2 separate regions of the Bactrocera dorsalis genome follow, and region 1 is linked to region 2. Evidence: chromatin contacts called from public Hi-C data. All regions are on one chromosome and are shown on one strand. Each heading gives the region's core, a stretch centred on a gene start, on an enhancer-like site or on the middle of the called end of the contact. The rest is flanking DNA. Distances are from core to core; before and after follow the strand shown. Region 1 holds the start of LOC105228542 (histone-lysine N-methyltransferase, H3 lysine-79 specific). Region 2 overlaps LOC105228542 (histone-lysine N-methyltransferase, H3 lysine-79 specific).

Region 1 (4,500 bases), core at 1,478-3,977, 90 kb before region 2:
TGTTGCTTTTTCATTTAATTTTGTTTAGCTTCGCAGATTAAAATAGATTTAATTCAATTGGTTGACTATTGTTGTAGCATGAACAGCGCGCCATTGTTGACACTGTGGTATGTATACCCCTGTCTTTTACAGCTTACAATCCTATAAATGTTTACTTGAGATATATTGTGATTTGTGTGCTGGAGTTTACCGGCTTGACGTCCAACCAATTGTAAGTTGGTTATGTAGGCAAAAGTATTTTCCATTTCAATCAGACGATTTCTACAGTAGGCATATTTACGTACATACACATGTATGTTGAAATGTGTTAGCCACCAGTGGCCTGTAGATTGTCTTTAATTGATTTGGAATGCATGTAAACTTTCTTTGTCGCAACTTTCTTCTTAATATTTAATTGAGTCTAATTGAATTTACTGTTATTTCTAGTATTATGTGCATATTTAGTAAGGATTATATTTGGGTAAAATTTAGTCACCAAATTTTCCGCGCCGCGCTTCAAAAAAAATAACCATGGCAGCACTTTTCTCATTGTGCAAATGCAGAGAATTGTAACTAAAATAAAATAATTAAAATAAAGCTTTATTTACAACAAATATTAAAAAAATGAATATGCAGAAACGTTATAGTGAAGTGTTAGTAAGTGAAAAGTGCATAATATAAGAGAAAAAGCTACTCACAATACACAAATTATCAATGTAAAAGTTGTCAATTTTTCAACTTTAAATGCGAATATCTCGAAAACTATAAGTCAGCGGCAACTATATATATATATTTTCGTGATCTGGAGAACGTCACCTTTCCATTGATACCCATTTTATTCCCGAAATCCGGGGATGCTATTCTAAATCCCAGCCTTATATTTTTCCACAGCGGACAAGTTATTTCGCAAATATAATTTATCCGTTAAAATTATATATTAATATAATTAATGCATTACCAAATTTACGCTATTGGCACACCCTTCATTATCAATTTTTTCTGAAGCCCACTGCACACACAGTATGCAGCGTATATACAGCGTATGCTTAGATGTCACCAAATTAAACGCTTACTACTTTATTGATGCACCTGATAAAGGCATTCATAATTATTTCCAGGTAGATAATTCATTAAATATTATTGTTTCAAATGTAAGTACGAGAAGTAAAAATCAACCAACAAAGTTCTTTATATTTTCGTCCTGTGCTAAAGCAGATGAGATTTTGATGTTGGCGTACATTACAATTACAGTTCATAATTTCCTCTAATTACATTAGATTATTTTCATACATTCTATATTTTTGAGTTTCTTAATAATAGTTTATGCAATATTTTTCCAGCTTCCTTACCCCTTTATTTTTGTTTGTCTTCCATTTATTTTTCTCGCATTCCGTTTTGTTTTGATTTCTTTAGCAGTTTTCCCTTGCAACAACCGACACTCCTTTTTTTACCAGGTAATTCACTTCTTTGTTATTTGTTTAGACAAAACCAAGTTGTCTACTTATAAGATAATATTTTATTAGAAATATATTGAAATTAATGTATCTAACTCAGTTTTTCTGACTCTTTTACACTTCGACGAGAGATACAAAATAAACTGTGTGCTCAATTTTCTCTCATTTTCTTTTCTTCTTTTCCGCTTAGTCTGCGGTTGTTTTATTTTACTTTTTTTTGTAGCTTACACGCCACAAAATTGATTTATATTTTTAATCTTGGCATTGAAAATTACACAAATCAATCACAAAATTAACTTCTTCAAGCTAATCGTTAACCTTAAACAAACCCAACATTGTAAATAAAACGCCGAATAAAAGTTTTTGAATCAAATACACGATACAGGAAAATTAAACGAACACATCTGCCTATAAACACACGATAACAATTTTATCTTAAACCAATTACACTCTGCACGTTTTTGCAACTGTGAATGTATAATTTACTTTTATTTAAATAACACTTTTCTCTTTTATTTTGTTTAAAAAATTCTCTACTGATCAGACACTACAAAATTTCTGCACTTCCAAATCGGACTGAATCTACGGCGACTCTGTTCGTAAAATCCACAACAAAATCAAACTGCAACAATTAACAATGTTGTCATGTTTAGTTGTCTTCGCCATAAAGGGCGTTACCAATGAGATTTGGAAGGAAAATGTTTTCTTTCTTTAAAACACATTTCACAAATAACATTACGCTTTTTAATAATTTATTAATAATAACTATTTTAATATTAATGTTTATAAATTTAGAATTAAAATTAAATAAATTCAATTTTTCAATTTATAACCACAACACTGTTTAACTCTGGGATGCCACAGCTTTTAAGGAATTACAGTGCCATCTTACGGCAAGTAGTGAGCTACTTCTGTTTGACTCGAGTCCGCTAAACAGAAAACTACAATTTAGTATTCAAAAAGATTTGATTTATCATACGACCAGATTATAAGAATAAATAGAGTAAGCGCATATGTTGTTCATTAATATTCTCTACTCAAAGCTCTTGGTGAAATACTTTATTATTGTAAGGACTGAAATTTGTTACAATCACAGCAAAAATCCTACGAAATTCCTCAATTCATTGCCAACGCCCATGACGAGAAAATCCGCCAATAAATGCCTCAATTGAACGTTCGTTAAGTTGATAGAATATTTGACAGCTATTTCAAAATGGCCGACACCCAATTCAGCGTCGCCATGACGCATTCAGCGCAAGGTGCGAAGCTATAGGAACATTCAGTACTGTGGAACAGTCGGGTGGCTGAGAACGTGAAAAGTTGATTTATTTCAGTTCCTTCTTCAATTGCCAGTGAGCCAGACGATTAAATTGAAAAGGGGGGAAATGGCGCAAACTGTTAATAGAACGTGTGGAGGATTGAAATTATGCTACAAATTTGAACAGAGCAGTGAAAATAATTAATTTTAGAAAAAATCAGATTGATTTGAAGGTGCTCTGTTAAAAGGGTGTAATTTATAAACAAGAGTAAAGTGAAAAAGGAATATTGTGTAGAGCCGAAATGAGCATCGATTGAAATACATAGATGAAGAAAGAAGTATGAATGAAAAACCGAATGTGTTGAGCGAAGAAAATTAGTAAAGTGACGATTATGAGTTTATAAAAAGTGTTAAAGTAAAAGTGGAATAAAAATTATTAAAGTATAAAAATGAAAAATACATAATTGAAAAGTTAAGTGTGTAAAGTGTGAACCAAAAATTATTTCAACGTATTGAACCGAAGAAGGGTATGCAATGGAAGAGAAGAGAAGGCGAAAAGTGCAAAACGTATGTGAGAAGAATGCAAACGTTGAAAAAATTAAAAGCCTGAAGAAACAACAATAATAAAAACAACTCGAAGCAGCAAACAAAAAGCAAAAAGTAAAAAAACCGAATCAATGAAATAAAACAGCAGAAATAGCAACTGCAACAACAACTACCGCGATTAAGACAACCGACTACACTGACGCCGACGTTGACGCTGACTGCAGCATATATTGAGCTAGACGGTGCGACTGAAGACGTCAAGACTTTGTAAAGTTGATAGCAGTCTTTCAATACATACAAAAATAGCTGATGGTGACGAAAAATAGAATGTAGAAATCAGAAGTTAGAGGAAGCGATAGAGGGATGGAAATGTATTAAATAAGTGGACACACCGACGAGGCAAATGAAAGCGAGCAGTTAATTTTATTTATTTTTTTCATTAATTTTAATTTACATGCGTACGTGTGTGTGTATACTAGTGAGGGACAAAACAAAACAGCCAAAAAAAGTTTAAATAAGGTATAAAAACGTAAAAACGGGTGGTTTTATAAGTATATAAAATATGTACATATCTACGAAAATTCGTCGAAAGCAAAGCAGAGTGGAGTCGGAACAACTGTTATACAATAAAGATACGATAAGTTGCAATAAGCATTTGTTTGTGAACAACTTTATTTTAATAAATTTTTGTAACATAGTTTGAACGTTTTCTTTTACGTATAGCAATAAAGACATTAAATTAATGAATATATGTAATTATTGCGTAAATTGAAATCAGTTGTTAAATAGGCGAAAAAAACAGAGGTGAAAATTTTACCTGCTTATGACAAACTTGTTAAATGTGTTTGTATCGCGGATTCAAGGCATTATAATGTCCTTAAATATAAAATTTGGAATACGTGCGCGAAAATAATAAAGAGAAATTTTGACAAAGTTAATATAAAACCATTATATATGATATGTTGCTGTTTTACTAACTAAAGCAATTAAAATTATTTAGCAGATAAAAATTAGAAAATTAATTTGACGAAACAACAACAAATGTCATAAAAGACTCAACTGTAGACAATTAATATAATAATAATAATTTAAATTTACGGTTTCATGAATTGAATAGAGAAATGTCTTCCCCGCAAAAATATCGTAAGTGCTAACACTCGTATTATAACCGAGACAGATTGTTTACAGTTTAGACATATGTAATTAGCATTGAAATAAGAAAAAATTTTTATTACAAAATACCAATATTATACTCGTGAAAAC
Region 2 (4,856 bases), core at 1,046-3,545:
TCAAAGATGCTGTTGGACGCAACGTTACGGTGAATGGCGATCGCTATCGTTCGATGCTAACAAACTTTTTGTTGCCAAAAATGGAAGAACTGAACTTGGTTGACATGTGGTTTCAACAAGATGGCGCTACATGCCAAACAGCTCGCGATTCTATGGCCATTTTGAGGGAAAACTTCGGACAACAATTCATCTCAAGAAATGGACCCGTAGTTGGCCACCAAGATCATGCGATTTAACGCCTTTAGACTATTTTTTGTGGGGCTACGTCAAGTCTAAAGTCTACAGAAATAAGCCAGCAACTATTCCAGCTTTGGAAGACAACATTTCCGAAGAAATTCGGGCTATTCCGGCCGAAATGCTCGAAAAAGTTGCCCAAAATTGGACTTTCCGAATGGACCACCTAAGACGCAGCCGCGGTCAACATTTAAATGAAATTATCTTCAAAAAGTAAATGTCATGAACCAATCTAACGTTTCAAATAAAGAACCGATGAGATTTTGCAAATTTTATGCGTTTTTTTTTTTTAAAAAGTTATCAAGCTCTTAAAAAATCACCCTTTATGTTCTTCGGTTCAAGCGTGGCGTTAGTTTTCCTTCAAATTTTAGTCCTTTCATCACTACCAAAAAGGATGAATTTAGAATCATCTGTAAATGAAACTTTTTTCCAAAAATCTATTTCCTTTTCTTTGTGTTTTTTGGCGAACTTTAAACGAAGTTTCCGGTTTTTTCAGAAATAAAAGGTTTCTTCTGTGGTGTTCTACTGTGGAATCCGTTATCGTTTAGAGCTTTTTTTATTGTTCTTGGTTGAATACTCATTTGTGACGTACTTACTATGCGTTCGGCTATATTTGGAGCATTTACTTTTGGATTTTGGTCTACTTCGTTGAGAATCAGGCTGACGTCTCTACGAGATTGTTTTTTTGGGCGTCCACTGCGCGGTTTATTTTCGTTGGAACCATTATTTTTAAAGTTTTTTAGAATTGTCTGTACTGTTGCTCGACTCAAGTTTAAAATTTTAGAAATTTCACCATATGATTTTTTTTCTTTTCTTTCTTTTATCACCAAATTTCTTACATCAATTGATATTTCATTTCGCGGAGCCATTATAGCTATTGAAATGTTTAAACCACAACTAAATTCAATAAATATCAAACAATAATCATATTGAAATGAAAGAAAAAGTCTAACGTTACCTTACTGTTAATATTACAATGTAAAAAGTAGGAGATTTGAACTGTATGTAGACTTTTGTCAAAGCAATTTTTGAGTTTTTCTTCCATAAATTTGTTGTTTTATGTTAAATAATGAATTTTTTTAGTTAATTGTTATTATAATAAATATTAGAATAAAACTGTATAAATACATTTTTCTAAAAACTTTTTGTACTCTCATATCAATGGAAATAGGGGGTGTATGTAGACTTTTGTCCGCCACTGTATATCTCTTCATTTAGACATAGCGGAAGCTTGCTTTTAAAGACGAATATATTTCAGTATCCAAGGATATCTCACTCCATACAATTTTTATCGTTACTATAAGGGACTCCCATCGAATTGACGGTCTGACTCATAAAACTTGAGGGGCACCCAGTTTCATTGTATTAAAGTCAGGAGAATACTATAAGGTGGCCACAAATTCAGATTTTGAGCTGTAATCCAAGATTTTATTATCCTTGCGATTAGAGCGTTATTCTATTGTTATGTCCAAAGAATGGGTCCAAAAATATTGGAAAAATGAGAAAATGCAGACTCTAGTGTTTGTACAATAGGGTGCTTCAAAATTTTTTTTTTCAACTCTTACCCCCTCAAATGTTAGTGATTGACGAATAAAAAATCCTCCCACAAGCCAGGCGCTGTAGCTTAACTCTTAGGGGTCGCTATTATTTTTGTAGGTTCTCACACATTTAACGTAAGAATTTTCGTTTTTTCATTAAAACTAAAATTTCACCAACTAATTTTCGTTTCTCAGAAATAACCAACATACTGATCTCCAGGTGAAACATTTTTTTATTTTATAAATATCGATTTTTACAAATAAATATTTTCAACGTATGCCCATTGGACGCAAGTTCATTTACATTCACACTTCACATATGTATGTATATTTGCAGGTTATGATTTTTAAATTCTCATTTTGCTAACCATAAGCAACGCCACTGAAGGTCAGCCTCCTGAATTAAACGCTTTGTCGTTGTTTGTTTTTCTCATTTTCTAGTTAATAGCTTTGTTATACACCCCTCTCCCGGAGGTGAGCTAGCCAGCGACTACAGCTACAACTACACTTTGACCACACAAGCGAACACGTCTGTGATGTCATAATTTCTGTGCTTAACGATTGCGAAACGTGCTTTAGTCGTTTGCTTTTGTTTTAGTTGTTGGAGTTTTTGTATTCACTATATTATTATTATTGCTTAATATGCTTCTCTCATTTTTATTGCTTACTGGGCTCATATTACACACCAATTATACCCGTAGGACCGTCTTACCGTCTAGTAGCAGCTTTGAGGTTATGTTGTCGAAGGAACAAAAAGGGGCACGTCTGCACTCGTGCGACTTGAACTCTGCTTATTAGCGAAGTAATTAACCGCAAAGCGTTCAGAAAATAGTTTGCATATTTCACATGAGCATATGCAAATCATAAAGCAATATTTACATAGTATTTGTACATATGTATTGTGTATATTGGTATCCATTGTGCGCTTATTTAGGCGCGTCTGTAAGTCATAAATGCTGATCCACACATATTTACACATTTTATATTGCTCTCGACGTCGTGTTGACTGACTGACTTGCTTATTATAATTTTATTAATATACAAACCCGCATGCATTGCATATTTTTATTTTTTATTTTCTCGCTCAGCTCTTTTCCAAGGTTGTTTTTTTCGCAGTTGTTTTGTTGTTTTCGCTGTCAAGTTCAATGTCAGATCATTGCTGAGAATATGAATGCGCTCCACGTGTTGGGATTTTCGTATGACTCAGTGTTGCCAGAGGTGTTGTAATAATGTTTACATTGACACTCCTTACATGATGTGTAACGAACATCACATAACGGGAAAAACTAGGTATTTTTTCGGCGAATAATGATGAGCTTTAACTATAGTTTTAATGTGACATTCATTTCTATTAATTGTCATATTTGTTTGTTGTAATAGTTCCGTAGTCAATGAAATATTTTTATGTCCCGGACGTATGAGTCAGCGTTCCAAAGGTGTTGTATTAATGATTGTATTGAATTTGTTCTCCAACGAAGATCTTATTATACCTGTTTTTCGAGGAAAAATAATGAGTTGGAAATGAGTTAATTATAATATTTTCCATAGTCAATGAAATATGTCCTTAACTTTCTATTTGCGTAGAGAGTAGCCCATCTTAGTTATGACAAATGTATGGGTTTTCCTGCTTTTTTCAGATAGTAAGAACCACAAAGCTTTCTTCGAAATTATTACAACTGACTTCTATTCGCTATAATCACATTTGCAGTAGTACAAGGTGCGTTCCAAAGTAAATAGGACTTAAAAAAAAAAAACAGAGCAAACGGATTTCGGCAAAATCTATTTGCCGAAATCTAAAATAGTCTCCTTCTGCTTCAATACAGCTTTTTGCACGGTCCAAAAGCATGTCGAACGAGTGTTTTAGCTCGTTGGCCGGTATGACCGCTAGTATGCCGGTGCAAACGTTTTGAATGGCTCCTACGTCTGCTAGCGTGTCCTTCGAGTGTTAGATTCTGAGCAATTTTTGGGCGTCAGTCAATTTGTGCGGAACAAACCGTGCACACACCTTTCGTAAGCCCAAATGTTCGGTCAAAATGCGATAAATCGATGTTTTGGAGATGTTCAATTTCATTTCCATGAATTTCAATGATGATTTCGGCTGATTTTTGATGAATTCACGCACAGTTTCGATGGAATTTCCGGTGATCAAGGATTTTGATTAGCCCACATGTAGATCGTTATTTTGTTCGTTACCACTTTGAAAACGTTGAAACCACTCGTGGACTCTGCTACGGGATAGGCAATCATCGCCATAAACTTGTTTCATCAATTGAAACGTTTCGATAATAGTTTTACCAATTCTAAAACAAAATTTAATGTTGTCTCTTTGTTCGAAGCTCATAATGGTAATAAGAAATTTCGTAACCCGACGTTCTCCATAGCCCGAACTCTTGAATAGCACTTAGAAATTAAATTTCATACAAATTACCTTCCATAACTAGAACTTCCTTAACTCAAAGTTCTCCATAACCCAAAGTCGTGAATTGGCAATAAAAGTTAAATTTCATACAAATTTCCTTCCATAATTCGAACTTTTAAATAGGCACGTGATCCTCGTATTTTTCGGAGAAATCCCACTTTGTAAACAGCTGCTCACGTAGAAGTGCCCGCGCTTATTTATCCTTTCAAATGTTACTATTATAGATTACATTGAAGTGGACAATAAGATTTGCTCAGTCAGATTTTCAGCAGATGATATATGTAGATGGTGTTTCGAGTTAGGAAAGTTCAACTGTATATTGTTAGAACGATGAATTTTAAAGATTTCTTTATTAGAATCCGGATTTAGGTTGGATGTAAATATGAGATATTCTATATAATCAATATTTCAAAACTTCGCGACTAAGGAGCAATCTAAGTCTCTATTATTGAGTTGAAGAGTTATTTTACAATATTTTTCGATATTATTTCAAATCTGCAGTAATCCTCTATATAATTTGGGAAAAGTTCTCTGTTGCTACAAGAAAATTGAAAAGGTCCCAATTTTTTAGCTTGCATAAGCATAGAAAGTTGTTGGTAATGCCTTCAATAACTGATTGGAGAATAAAGGAACATGAGCTCCTAGTCTTAATTGAAAGTTAAGAG

What was found. A called contact is a pair of places that touch in the nucleus more often than the background predicts.
Region 1: a contact with region 2 is called in a Hi-C map of whole body, with 5 times the contacts expected there. The contact joins the promoter of LOC105228542 here to the enhancer-like site in region 2. A contact is called at or near these places in 2 of 2 Hi-C or Micro-C datasets (both in whole body).

The regions. Positions count from the first base shown.
Region 1 is chr2:84,527,845-84,532,344 of ASM2337382v1, reverse strand. LOC105228542 (histone-lysine N-methyltransferase, H3 lysine-79 specific) reads left to right here and starts at 2,727. Exons shown (of 6, transcript XM_049449086.1): 1 at 2,727-4,500. LOC105228541 (transmembrane and coiled-coil domains protein 2) reads right to left here and starts at 2,036. Exons shown (of 13, transcript XM_049449098.1): 1 at 1,329-2,036.
Region 2 is chr2:84,436,965-84,441,820 of ASM2337382v1, reverse strand. All of the region lies in intron 2 of LOC105228542 (histone-lysine N-methyltransferase, H3 lysine-79 specific), which reads left to right. Among protein-coding and RNA genes, the nearest start is that of LOC105228543, 52 kb to the right of the region's middle. Within about 2 kb of position 2,295, the one cell type or tissue checked has open chromatin away from gene starts, as enhancers often do.